Linked DNA regions of Rattus norvegicus: region 2 is linked to region 1. Evidence: chromatin contacts called from public Hi-C data. All regions are on one chromosome and are shown on one strand. Each heading gives the region's core, a stretch centred on a gene start, on an enhancer-like site or on the middle of the called end of the contact. The rest is flanking DNA. Distances are from core to core; before and after follow the strand shown. Region 1 has its middle 33 kb from the start of Pfkfb3. Region 2 has its middle 170 kb from the start of Prkcq.

Evidence for each region. A called contact is a pair of places that touch in the nucleus more often than the background predicts.
Region 2: a Hi-C map of liver shows a contact between it and region 1, with 2.6 times the contacts expected there. The contact joins two enhancer-like sites. A contact is called at or near these places in 9 of 12 Hi-C or Micro-C datasets (Schwann cells, frontal cortex, hepatocytes and 4 more) and 1 of 1 datasets of contacts at active chromatin or transcription factors (oligodendrocytes).

The regions. Positions count from the first base shown.
Region 1 is chr17:71,908,446-71,915,794 of GRCr8, forward strand. It overlaps a transcript of Pfkfb3 not described here. Among named protein-coding and RNA genes, the nearest start is that of Pfkfb3, 33 kb to the right of the region's middle. Within about 2 kb of position 3,301, at least 67 of the 93 cell types and tissues checked have an H3K27ac peak or open chromatin away from gene starts, as enhancers often do. A contact at or near this core is called in hepatocytes and liver, where this site is marked.
Region 2 is chr17:72,115,170-72,121,615 of GRCr8, forward strand. No RefSeq gene overlaps it. Among named protein-coding and RNA genes, the nearest start is that of Prkcq, 170 kb to the right of the region's middle. Within about 2 kb of position 2,567, at least 42 of the 93 cell types and tissues checked have an H3K27ac peak or open chromatin away from gene starts, as enhancers often do. A contact at or near this core is called in hepatocytes and liver, where this site is marked.

The DNA.
Region 1 (7,349 bases), core at 2,051-4,550:
GTCCATTGCCAATCTTCCTGCATTTACATAAACTGTCAAGGGCTCCATTGTGAAGAGAAGGGTGAAACCCAAGCCAGGATTTCTGTACCAGCAGGGCAGTCTGCAGCTGACCAAGCTCACCTCCAAACTGAGTGAGCAACTCTTTCTAGTTCCCGTTGGCTTTCCCTCCTAGCAGATGCATAAGTTCCATCAAACTTCCATTCCCGGGCAAACTAGAAGACGGTTGCTGCAACCTCCATCCAGCTGACCCACATGATACACCTCAATGGCCTCCTCCTAGAGAAATGGGTTTTTGAAACCTCTGTGTTTGAATAACGAAAAGAATCCAAGTTCATTTCATAGCTTTGGATTGTAGGATCAAAATGACCTAAGATATAATAGATTTTTTTTTAATTGCACCTTCCTCCTGATAGGCTTCATAGAAGAAAATCAAAATGCTGACTTGCAAGATAGATGGCTTGCTTAGTGGGTGAGTGTGCTAGCCACACAAGCATAGGGAGCTTTTCCAGAATCTCCAGCACTCACATAAAGAGTAGGGTGTAGCCATGGCTACCTACCTGTAACCCTAGGGTAGAGAGAGAAAGGAACTGGCTGCTAGCAGACCTCCATGTGCAGAAACAGCCCTTTCTAAAGGAATAAGGTAGAGAGACACAAAGCAGGGCATCTTCTTTGGCCTTGGCATATGTGACTGAACATACATGAATAGATAAATAGATAAATAAATAGATAAATAGATAAATAGATAAATAAAAAAGTAAAAATAAGAATCTCATCAATTGTTGTCCCATAGTCCTCCTGTCATAAACAGCAACTGGGCATAGCATCCCATCTTTAGAGGCAGATCTCTAGGAGTTCAAGACCAGCCTGGGTTCCATAGAGAGTTCCAGGGCAGTCATAGATACACAGTGAGACCCTGTTTCAAACAACAACAGTAGCAAAACAATCCTCTTAAATAAGTCAGTGTGTATTCTACCAAGACTCTGGCGTGCTGGTGCCGTGTCATTTCCTGTGGCTTAGATGTCACTGGAGAGTGCCAGAGGGAATCCATTTTTAGCTGGGATCATGTTTTTGTTAGATGCTGGTTTATGTGAAAGCTTCTTCACTAGATCATTTGACTGAGCGAAAGGTCACATAGCTGCTACTGCTGTATAGGAAACCAATTTATTTTCTAACCTTAAAAAACTCCCAAGTACTGGCTTCAGAATGAATCCTCATAAGTAACAACACTTGGTACAATGTTGGTGCATCTCAGCAACAAGTAACTTTACTGAGCAAGGGGACAGAAAGTCCTTTTTAAATGTTCTGTGGCTGTGTACTTCTTCCGGGGCTTCTGTTATAAATAACCGGATGACTGGTAAGACCTCTTAAAAACCAGGCTGTAGGCTGGTGAGGTGGTTCTGTGGGGAAAGGCACTTGCTGCCAAGTCTAATGACCTGAATGGGACCCCAGACATTCCCAGAAGGAGAGAATAGACTCCAGAAAGATGTCCTCCGACCTCCATGTATGCCTTTAGGCACATGACCCCTGTCCCCACATATAGATAAAAGTTAAAAATTAAAACACTTCTCTTGTTTTGGTGCCAAAGATGCAGAGGTAGAAGAAAAGTCATGAGTTCCATGCCAGCCTACATGTTTGGCGGAGTTGAGCATTAATACGATGAGGGCGGCCTTTAAGTGCTCAAAAAATTAAAAATTATGCTTTGTGATTTGATTATGGTGGCCCTGTAATCTTAGCACTCAAGAAGATGAAGCTGGAGGATTTCTGTAAGTTCAAAGCCTGCCTGGGCTACATAGCAAGTTTCAGGCTAATATAACTGTTGTTGGCAATGGTAGTTATTTCTGTGGGACTGCTGGGTCTCAGGGCTGGCTGTAGGGTCACGTCTATGAGGCTGCATCAGGCATCTGATACACACGAAAGATGCTGTCCTCCACACAATTTTAGATGTGCAATGGGTGAAGGAACGTCAAATATTCCTGGTAATATTTCCTTCTAAACTTGCCTCTCAGAACTTGGAAGTCCGAGGTGGGGGATTACTTGTATGTTCAAGGCCAGCCCAGCCGCCATGACCAGCTTCAGGTTATTTTAATTAGAAAGTAAAATTCTTAATGATAACATCTGATGACCACCGGGAGCTGTGGCATTTTGTGAAGAGCAATCAGTAAGGTCAAATACCAGAGCTCCTGGGGCTTTAGGAAGTGTCTGCACAGATAAGGAAATTCAGAAGGAAATACCACCATGGATATTTGATGTTCTTTTAACCGTTGCCCAATGAACGTGTACTAGTTTAAAAAACAAAAAACAACAAAAAAAGTAATTTTCTGTATCTTTTAATCTTTGCCCAATGAGCACGTACGACTTTAAAAAACAAAAAGTAAATTTTTTTGTATCTGGGCATGGAGGTGCACATCTGAAATCCAGCGCCAGCATGAAGAGGTTGGACAGCTTAAAGCAGAAGGAACTTCGTTTTGAGGGCAGCCTAGTTACATAGCAGGGCCCTGTCCCTCCAAATGATAATAATAATAGCAAGGTACAATGACATACATGTATGAACATCTTATAGTGAAACCCATTATTTTGTATGCTTGCTAAAATTTAAATGAAAAAACCCTCACATTTTAAAACCAGTGTTTGAGATGGAGCCTCATGTAGCCCAGATTGTCTTCTAACTCACTATAATATGACCCCGAAATTCTGATCTTCCTGCCTCTGCCTTCCAAGTGCTGTGCTTACAGTTGCGGACTACCGCCACATTTGGCTTCCGAAAATTAATCATTAACTTGTTTGTTTGGTCTCACCGCTAGCTTTGGCTTGTCTGGAGCTCCTTGTGTAAATCAGGCTGGCTTAAAACTCCTAGAAATCCACCAGGCTCTGCCTGGAGAGTGTGGGGATTAAAGACCTGTCTGGTTCAAAAAGTAACAGAAGGCAAAAACAAAACAAAACCACACCTCAGTGGATTGGATGTCAACACTTGGAACTTTTTTATTCCGCCTATGATTTCTGAGAGTAGGTATTGGGGTTGGGAGCGATGAAGAAGGTAGGCTTAAGTCCTGAAGTGGTTACCAGGGAAGAGGACCGGGAAGAACCCGACACCCCAACCTGGTGTAGGGGAGGAACCCTATCTCCGAGATCCCAAGCGGGGACACGTGGACCGTATCCTCTACTGTATTCACTCACAGAAAAGTGATGGGCACCGCTTTGCAGCCTAAGCAGAGCCCGCCAGCAGTCTCAGCGTCCTGAAGAGGTCAGGCCGGGACTCTCCGCGGCTGGCAACAAAGGGGCGTGGCCTCGAGGCAGGTCTGCGTAGATTGGCTGCGGCGCACGTCCGGCCCACGAGCTGGTCAGCGCACGCTCCTCCCCTCCGGGGCCTGCCGCACGCTGAGTTCACGTGCGGGTCTGTCCTACCAGTTGTCGCACGCACGTGTCTGTGCACTGCAGGCACGGGTGGAGGAGGGCTTGCAGCCCCTGGGCTTCCCGCCTTTGCTGGCCCGCTAGGTCGCCTTCCTGGCAAAGGGAATTTTCCAAGAAGGCCAGGGTGCCGCGACGCTTTGTAAATACTGTAGAGGAACCTGCCAGCCGGGTGCGGCCGGGGTGGGCATGTAAACCCTACAAGAGGAAAACAGTTACCAGGAGAGCTCTTTTTTTTTTTTTTTTAATCTATTTGTGCTCTTTTTTTCTAATTTTTTTAAATTTTGAAACCTTGAACTTGGGCGATTGCCTAAGAGCACAGAGTGTTTTTAATCTTCGACAGTAGTACAATTACTTGGCAGCAGGGTGTGCCAACCCACCCTGATCACGGACTCGATGTTCTGCTGGGCATTTGTGTAAATAAGTCACGGAAACCCGCTGTGAGAAGACGGCTTCCGACCTAAATGATCGCTTTGGTCCAGAAACGAGGAAACCAAAGCTATCTTTCAGGCACCAGCTCTGAAAACCCCTGAGGCTGCCCCTTACCCTCTCAGTTCATGGGACCTAGAATACATAGCGTCTGTGATTACGCACAACACTTAGCTAAGAGGACAGAAAGAATTGCTGAGCTGGTAAGAGTGCAAATGTCATGTAAGGCTTTCTTGTAAGCAGTGGGGATGCAAGTTGAGGGCAGGATAGGGAGGGGAGGCACATGATTTCTATCTGCTAGTACTTGGAAGGCTGGGTAAACAGGAGGTTATATTGGTCTTGTTTTTGTCTCGGGACATAAACTTATGGGAGCCAAATTTGAGGTCTGTTACTGAAAAAGTATAGGGTTCTGTCCAGGAATCTGGTCGAGCTAGATGTCCACATTTCATTCAATAGAGAATGAGTGGCTAAGACTCAGTTCTCATCTTCCATACCTCACGCCTTTGTGTCTTCATAAAGCATCTATCTTGACCGATAGATAGATAGATAGATAGATAGATAGATAGATAGATAGATAGATAATAGACAGATAGATGGATGACCTTGCAAAAAAAGTGATATTGCCAGGAGGGTTTCTGCCCTGATTTATCACTTTGGTTTTTTTTTTTTTTTTTCTTTCTTTTTTTCGGAGCTGGGGACTGAACCCAGGGCCTTGCGCTTGCTAGGCAGACGCTCTACCACTGAGCTAAATCCCCAATCCCGATTTATCACTTTGGACTGGAAGCTTTTGTTGCTGCTTTAAGTCCAGGTGGAAAAGGACTGTCCTGCACTAGGAAAGGATCCCCCATAGCCACCCCACCAGGGAGTGTGATCCTGACTGAGCCTTTAACAAATACAAAGGAATTGTTATATCTACCGCTGTTCATTGTTTCCACTGCCCCAGTTTTCTCACCCTTCCCCTCCTCGAGGTTGATTAGATCTGAAGAACTGGGTCTGAAGGACTGACTTTGACCTGAGTACCTATTACAAGGAAGATAACACCAAATCTAGTTCCCTAAAAAGTCCGGAGGGAGGTGCTGGTCAGAGTCAGCTCCGAGTTCCCTACATTGTGCTATTTTGGACTTGAAGGATATCTAGATAGGATGATATCTGTATAATCCTAGTAGGTAGTCAGGAGGTCAGGAGTTCAAGGCCAACCTTAGCTTCATAGCAAGTTAGAGACCAGCCTGGACTACTTGAGATCTTGAAATCTTGTCTTTAAAAGATGAACACACATAAATACACAAACAGGCCTGCCCCTGGGATACCAGAGGGTACTATTATCCCTTATCTAAGGCAGAAACAGGAGGATTGCTAGGAGTTGAGGGCCGTGTGAGCTACAAAGTATGAATTCCAGGCCAGCCTGGGCTACAACTGAAGCATGAACCTTCAGAGGTGCCAAATGTTTTAGATAAACTTTTCTTTCTGTGTTTTTCTTTTTGAGACAGGGCCTCGTGTAGCACAGACTTTTAAACAACTAAGAACCCATCCAGAAAATACCAAAGTTTCGTTTGTTTGGTGGGTTTTTGTTTGTGTTTTGCTTAGAAGGATTTACCCAAGGAAGCATTCATACCTGGTTGCTTCTCTGCACTGAGTGCTGTGCTGTCTTTTGTTTTTGTTTTTTGTTTTTAGAATCCCTGAAATAATGTTGGCCTGCTGGGCATTAGACGGCCCTTGGGGAGAGCACCTTTTGCATTCTTACTCTTGGCCTGGAAGGTAATGGGTGTCTGCAGTTAGAAGTAAAGCAAGATCTTGGTGAATGGAACAGCTAAAACTAAGCCACCGTGAGTCAATGGATGTGTCGAAGACTGGCGTCAGCATTGAATACAGAGTGGATCGTCTTTCCTTGAGAGACTTGATTTTAATGGGGGTGGCGTGGGGGAGACTGCTGACCGGTGCCTCGGAGTTGTGGTGAGAAGGGAAGGGAGAACTCCTGGGATCTGCAGAAAGGCTTACAGGTTACATGGAATCTCGCTAGGGATTGTAGCTCAACTGGTAGAGCATTGCGTGCATGGATCCCTGGGCTACGTCTGTCGCACTACACGGCCTGGGAGTGGTGGTACATGGTTTCAATCCCAGAACACTGGAGGATCAGGTGTTCTGATCATCCTTAACTATCTAGGGAGTTTGAGACCAGCCAGGCGGGAATGAGATCCTGTTTTAGAAGCAAGCAGCTAGATGTGATGACACACACCTTTAATCCCAGCACTGGGGAGGCAGATGCAGGTGGATCTGGGAGTTTAAGGCCAGCCTGATCTACACAGTGAGTTCCAGGGCAGCCAGAGCTATACACTGAGGCCATGACTCAAAAAATAAACAACTCACCTAGAACACATTGGCACTTCTCAATGTTCATATTTAAGACAAAGCCCAGATGGTGAACTGACCAGGAGGGTCATAGACCAGAAGAGGGACTGTCTCTGCCTGTCTCTCAAGTGTACATTTTTATAAGGTTGGGTTTTTGTTGGTTTTTTTTTTTTTTCATTCCCCTTGCATGTGTGTTTTTTAAGGCTTTCCCAGTCTTTTTTAGGTCCCAGTTCTAGAACGTTGGGATTGAAAGTTTTGTGGTTTTGTTTGAGACAGGATCTTGCTGTGTATCAGAAGCAATGAATCCAGGCACGCTCACCCTCTCAATGACCCTCCTACCTCAGCCTCCCCGGTGTCAGGATTATAGGAAGGTACCTTTGAACTGGGCTATCTGATTTTGCTTTTAAGCAAAAGAACCTTGTTTACCAGAGCTCCAGAAATAGATACTTTGTCTCAAGACAGGGTGTAGCATTCTCTAAACATAGCTGGCGCTCCTTTGTCACTCTATCGTGTGTGGTTCATTAGATTGCTGGGTGGTCTATTAGAAAGTAGCTGACTAGCGACCATCCAAGTGTTTTCTCTCCTGTTCCTCTGGTTTTTGTTTGACAGGATAGATGTTTTTTTGAAACAGGTCTCCTGTAGCTCAGACTGGACTGGAACTCATCTTTCCTTGATTGTCTTTAAACTTGTGTCAATGCTCCTGCCTCAGCATATTTTTTTAAAAGATTTATTTATTTTTATTTTATGCGCATTGGTGTTTTGACTGCATGTGTGTCTGTGTGAGAGTAGCAGATCCCCTGGGACCAGAGTCACAGACAGTTGTGAGCTGCCATGTGGGTGCTGGGATTTAAACCCAGGACCTCTGGAAGAGCCGCCAGTGCTCTTAACCACTGATCCATCTCTCTAGCCCATTATTATCATTATCATTATTGTTATTATTATTATTATTTTAAATTTTAACTGGACATTGTGGCACATCCCTTTGGTACCTGCCATCAGGATGCAGAGGCAGGCAGATCCCCTCCAGTTTAAGGCCAACCTGGTTTACATTTGAGTTCTAGGACATCCAGGGCTACATAGAGAGACCCTGTTTTAAAAAATTGTGTGTGTGTGTGTGTGTGTGTGCGCGCGCGCGTGCACGCGCACGCGCACGACTTGGTATCTATATG
Region 2 (6,446 bases), core at 1,317-3,816, 210 kb after region 1:
CAGAGGCTTGGCCCACTGACATCATTGCAGGAAGCATGTCAGCATGCAGGCAGACGTAGTGCTGGAGAAGGAGCTCAGAGCTCTACCACTTGACCTGAAGGCAGCAGGAAGAGGGTAAATATTTAATCTTTAAATCTGCCAGGCTAGTTTAAAAGGACACATTGCATAATTTTGCCATGGCATCTACAATGTAACAATTAATGATATAGAACATCTTTTCATAGGGGTTGGGGATTTAGCTCAGTGGTAGAACGCTTGCCTAGCAAGCACAAGGCCCTGGGTTCGGTCCCCAGCTCTGGAAAAAAAAAAAAGAAAAAAAAAAGAACATCTTTTCGTAATGTTACTAGTCATTTGTCCATATTTTTTGAAAAAAGAAAAAGTATCTTTTCAATTGCTCTATTTTTAGCTTGGGCTTTTGTTGTTTTCTTGCTGAGTCATAAGAGTCATTATGTATTCTACAGTGTCCATACACGTAGAGGATTGTTAGTAGAGTGCCTTACACACAGTAGGCCCTCAACAAACTCCTGTTTGCTAAATGGTATGAACGGGAGTGGTTGGAACCTTTGGCTATGGGCGCACAGAATTATGACATTAAGAATTAGCTAATCTTTTTCTTTTCTTTTCTTTTCTTTCTTTCTTTTTTTTTCCAGCGCAGACTTCGAATTTAAAGGCTGGCTTGTGCTGCTCGCTTCCAGCTATTGATGGGGCCTTGGGCTGCATCATCCTCGGCTAGACTGGCAGCCAGTGCCCTGGAGCCTGTACAGGGCACTGGAGCCCTTTCATTCTCTTTCTTTCCCTTTGGCACAGAGAGTGTCTTGCGACAGGTTGAATAAGCAGCCTGAAATTTTGCCAGAGTCATGGGATGAGGAAACACAGGCAGGAGAAAAAGCATCTGGGCGAGGCTGGGCGTTGGGGGAGGGGCAGCGGAAGCTCACCATCACATGGTTTCCATGGTTCAAATGCGGTTAAAGGCCAGCATCAGTTCAAGCCCTTTCTTTAGTCTTTCGGGAAGCCTGGCCCTTCCCTTAGGTCGTTTGTTTAGTACGGTCTGGTGGGCTTGTTTGGTTACTTCCCCAAACCCACGAGCAAAGAGTTTTCTAGGTAGAACAGGGATGTGGTCGTTCCAGCCATGAGGGCAAGTGATTCCTCAGGGGACCGGCACCTGAACTTAAAAACTCTGGCTCCAATCAAATTGTCCCTGTGAAAATGCCCGACACTGAGTTGCCATACTGAGTAGAGATCGAGGGAGAAGTTAGGTGCCAGAGTTCTGTGTTCTCTTTTCCTGCCACTAGCCTGTGGAAACACATTTGAACGCACACGTACTTAGGCGTGCACGGGACTCGGGAGAGAGAGCAGGGCTGAAGTTATTAGGTCAGCAGTAGGAGCTAAGGTTGGATGGCTGGGTTAGATCTGAGCTGAGTTAGTGGGCACAGGGAAATGTGCCCCTCATAACTCTCTACTTAAAATTTCGCATCCAACACCCAAATCCTGCATGCCTTGGCTTCCCTTAATTTACATCATGATTGTCTTTTAGTGTTCTATGCAATTAGCTTATTTGTTATGTCTACTGTCTACTCTCTGCCTCCTTCACTCCCTGGTCTTAGGGGGAGGACTCCATGGTGCGTTGGTTGATTGCTGAAACCTTTCAACACAGCCAGTGGCTACTGAGGAATTAATTACTGGTAGTGAAAAATACTGCCCCCCCCCTCACTTCTTGCAATTGTCAGGAAGAGGAAGTGGCACCGGAGAGGGAACAGCTTGCATTACAACACGGGAGGGTGAGTACTACATCAGGAGACTGACCATGTCTCAGTTGCCCGTGGACGATGCCACTCCTCACTTGGTAAACGACAAGAGAGAAGCTCATTTTAGGTGATAAGTTTATGGGACTTCTGCACGGGGAGCATTTAAGAAACCCACAGCAACAATCATCTCCTGGTCACCGAACATCTTAGATGCTAAAAGCACTGACCATCAGCTCAGCTCTTCCCTTTTTTTCTATCCTTATCTGTGGCTCTTCCTTGGGAACTGTGAGAACAGAACTGAGCAAAATGTGACCCAAATGCTGGGTCAGCAACAGTGTTTGCCTTGTCATCTGCAGGGCTCTCTGCTAGTGAAAGGCTCTCTGCTAGGGGAGGTTTTCACTGTTCTGTTTATGTGACCTGAGTGTTTACCCAATGAGTGCGATCGATATGATCCTTTCACTGAGGAAGAGACTGAGCCGGAGGACAAATAACTCTGCAAAGACCTGTCTGCTCAGAGTCCTGGATCATATGACCCGAGAGGCTCCCTTCAGGGCTCTGCATTACTTTATGACCAGCAGGTTTTCCCCTTTATTTCCTACGACACACCCCACTCACTAGCATTTATTAATTGTACAAATTAGTAACGGGCTCTACTGTGACGTTTTACCCTTGGATCACACCATCCTTTGATTAGACTCATCTCTCTAGTACTCTTGTGCGTTCCTCCTGCTTTCCTTGACAGATGCCCAAGGAGAATGAAGGGAGCTGAAGAATCCAGCTCGGTCTGGTTCATAAAACAGTGCCAACAGCAGTTGTGTTTCTTGTCACGCTCCTCTGCCTCCCTCTAGTGGTGATCTAGCCTCAAATTGTGTGTGTGTGTGTGTGTGTGTGTGTGTGCGCGCGCGCGCGCGAGTGTGTGTGTGTGTGAGAGAGAGAGAGATGGTGTAATGTGTATGGTGTGTGTATATGTGTGCTATGTATAATGTGGCATGTGTATGTGTGAGATGTATATGGAGTGTGTGATGTGTATGTTGTATGTGTGCTTGTGCATGTGTGATATATATGGTATAATGTGTATGGTGTGCGTATGTATGGTATGTATGGTATGTATGGTGTGGTGTGTGTATGTGGTATGTGTGTGATGTACGTGGTATAATTATATGGTGTATGTGTGTTTTGTGTTGCATGTGTGCATGTGCATGTTGTAATGTGTATGGTGTGTGTATATGTAGTATGTATAGTGTGGTGTGTGATGTATATGGTATGTGTGTGATGTATGTATATGGTGTAATGTATATGGTGTGTGTGTGTGTGTGTGTGTGTGTGTGTGTGTGTGTGTGTACGTGTGTGATGGTTAATCTTTATTGCCAACCAGATGAGATTTAGGATCACAACAGAAACGGGTAGCTGGGCTTGTCTGTAAAGGGTTATCTAGAGTATATCAGCTGAGGTAGAACCCAGCCTAAGTGGCCCAGGTTGGGGTCCCAGACTGAGCAGAGGGGAAACTAAGCTGAGCAGCATCCTGCATCACTCTGCTTCCTGATGCAGATGCCACGTGGTCCGCTCCTCACACAGACACTGTCCTTTCCCGCTGTGGACTGTGAGTCAGAACAGCCCTTCCTTCCTTCCTTAGGGCGTTCTCAGGCTCTCTGTCACAGCACTATATCAAATGACGAACCCAACCAGTGTGTGCATACAGAAGAGAATGCCGTGTGTGTGTGTGTGTGTGTGTGTGTGTGTGTGTGTGTGTGTGTGTGTGTGTGTGTGACATATACACTGGACAGCTGTCTTTAATTACTAAAACAACAGCACGGGAGCTCCAAAGAAGCTGAGCTCTAATCCACTCTTTCCTCCTTCATTGCCTCCCTCCCTCCCTCTCCCCTTCCTCCCTCCCTTCCTCCTTCCCTTCACCTCTCCCTCCCTCCTTCCACTTCTCCCTCTTTCCTTCCCTTCACCCCTCCCTTCCTCCCTCCCCCCACTTCTCCTCCCTCCTCCCCCTTCCTCTTCTCCTTCTCTTCCTTCCTTCTTGTAGTTAAATATGTCACCCGCTCTATGCTCCCAGGTGGGAGTGTAGCTCCGCTAGTCCAGCCAGAGTGCTCTGGGTTCACGAATGAGACACGGGTGTGCAGCATTGTTTGGAATATGCTGCAACTAGCTCAAAGGCTGGGCCATTCCTGAACTTCCACGAGGCTAACACACTCCCCTCCGATGTTCTTGAATTACTACTTTCTAAGATCTATACTTTGTCTCTGCTACCCCAGGCCCAGTCGGGGGAGTAGTCCCTGGGGCTGCTTTTCCCTGATTCTTACATGGTTGGTTCTCTGTCTCCCACAGCTCTCATGTGTTTGCATCCTCTTCCTTCCTTCTGCCCTAGCAATTCTCCTTCTCCCTGGGAATCCTCAAAGTCCCACCTCTCTGCCCCTGCCCAGACATTGGCTGATGACTATTGACCAGTCAAAAAAACCCCCAACTTTTTGGCTAGGACCCTCAGCGGACAGAGAGACATGTGAATTCCTATGTGAGTCCAAATCAAATCCCCAACACTTCTCTCACACCTAAAGTGTGTGAAACCCTGTATTCAATACCGAGAATGCAAAGATAAAAGTTTGAGCTTGTATTTCCTGGACCAGGATGTTTTGACTTCTTTTCTGCAGGGAAGAAGATTTAAAAATTTTACAGAAGAGTGGAGGAAGCTACCCTTGCTATTGCTGTCATTTTAGTACAAGGCAAAACTATGATCCTGAGATGTCAATCCAGGAAATCAGTGGCTTTTAATGCAGTGTCTCTGTGCTGAATCCCAACTACTTTAGCGCTCTCTCTCTCTCTCTCTCTCTCTCTCTCTCTCTCTCTCTCTCTCTCTCCTTGTATTCCTCCACCAGTACTCTTTTACTTTATATTTTCTTCCTCTATCCCTCAGTGTACTGGGTAAAGATGCCAGGCACAGACTGGGCAGCTCCTAGTGGGTCCTGTTGCTTGCTCCCTGAAGAGATCAGTCAGAGATACACTGACTGAGATACATGCAGAGGTGGGGGTGGATGGGGAGTCGGACTTCTCGATAACCCTAAAGGATTTGCCAAGAGCATCCTAGTCAAAACAAAGGCAGGCTCTATGTAGGTAGACTCCTGTTTAGAACCAGAGGTAGAGGGAAGGGCTCTGAATGTTCTCACAAAGGCCCGTGTCACTCCTCTTATTCCGATCTTCTGATAACTGTGGAGTCTTACTCGGGGCTTTATCATGGCTGTTCTGGTTCCTGAGTCTCTGGCTGGTCTCCAGGTTGCTGCTGACCTTGTTAGAGATCACGTGAGATTACTGATAACCACAGACATGACTCTGGGTATGTGATAGTAGCTCGGAGGACCTAGCGTGTCTGACACACTGTCGCAGATAGTTCTAATCTAGGCACAGCTTGCTCACAAACCTGAGTGAGAGTGTTTACCTCTCCCACTAGAGCAGAAACAGCCAAGTGCTTTAATGCTGCTGATTGACTTTCTTCCCTATATTTGGAACATACTTGGGCATCAATAATTCCTCATTTCATAAAGAAAAGGAGGAATGGCTTGGTGGTGTAGAGCTGTGATCCTGGGAATACAGGCTCAAAGGCTGGGGCTGGAAGGCTGAAGTTTTGAGATCAGCTTGGGTTACAAAGGAGCTCACGTCTGTATTATATAGCCACCCCCAATCCCCACAAATAAAATAAAAGAAAGCATGAATAATTATTGACTTCAACAATACTTACTTCTCACACACAATTTTTTTTCCTAAGGAGAGCCGACAGGAACGCACAGTACGAGGATCTCAGGAGAGGTCCCTGTAGCGCAGTGAACTTTATTGATGTTATTCAAGAGAGTAAGGAGGGCTCCCTAGACTCCTCCTGTTCTTATGGGGGTCTGGGATAGAAATTGTGAGACACATTCTCAGTGTTGGGGGCCGAGTTGGGATGGGGACTCCTCAGCAACTGAGGGCCTCTCCCTTGCACTCAAGAAACTAAATCTCTTTGGCTTTTTTGTCTGTGACAAAAAAGGACATTTAAGAGAAAGCAAAAGAGGCCAGGGTACGAAGCCAAAAAGAGCAGGGGGCTGACTGGTTTTGATTTTCTTTTTAAAGTGTCCGTAGATTCTGATGACTGAGAGACAATTTTCAGGTCCTATGGTACGAACAGGAATAAAAAAAAGACATTTACAAATTTCACACAAAGTTGGAAGGTAAACACAGCGTGGGCTGGGGCGGAAATAAGATGTATTGGACATGTCTGCTATTGTCAAAGTTTTTAAAGATTTACTTATTATATATAAGTGCACTGTCGCTGTCTTCAGACTCACCAGAAGAGGGCATCGGATCCCATTACAGATGGTCGTGAGCCACCATGTGGTTGCTGGGATTTGAACTCAGGACCCCTGGAAGAGCAGTCAGTGCTCTTAACCACTGAGCCATCTCGAGCCCATGAATTTTTTTTTTTTAAAACTATTGGGGTTGGGGATTTAGCTCAGTGGTAGAGCGCTTGCCTAGCAAGCGGAAGGCCCTGGGTTCGGTCCCCAGCTCCGAAAAAAAGAAAAAAAAAAACTATTAATTTCTACCCTTTTGGTTGCCACACGTAGTTAAGGGCAAAAATCTAATGGAATTAAAAACTAGTCAGGAAAGAGGAGTGTATGCATATAGTACTTGACAAAATGCAGCTTAAGGCATAACTAATGAGTTCTCAAT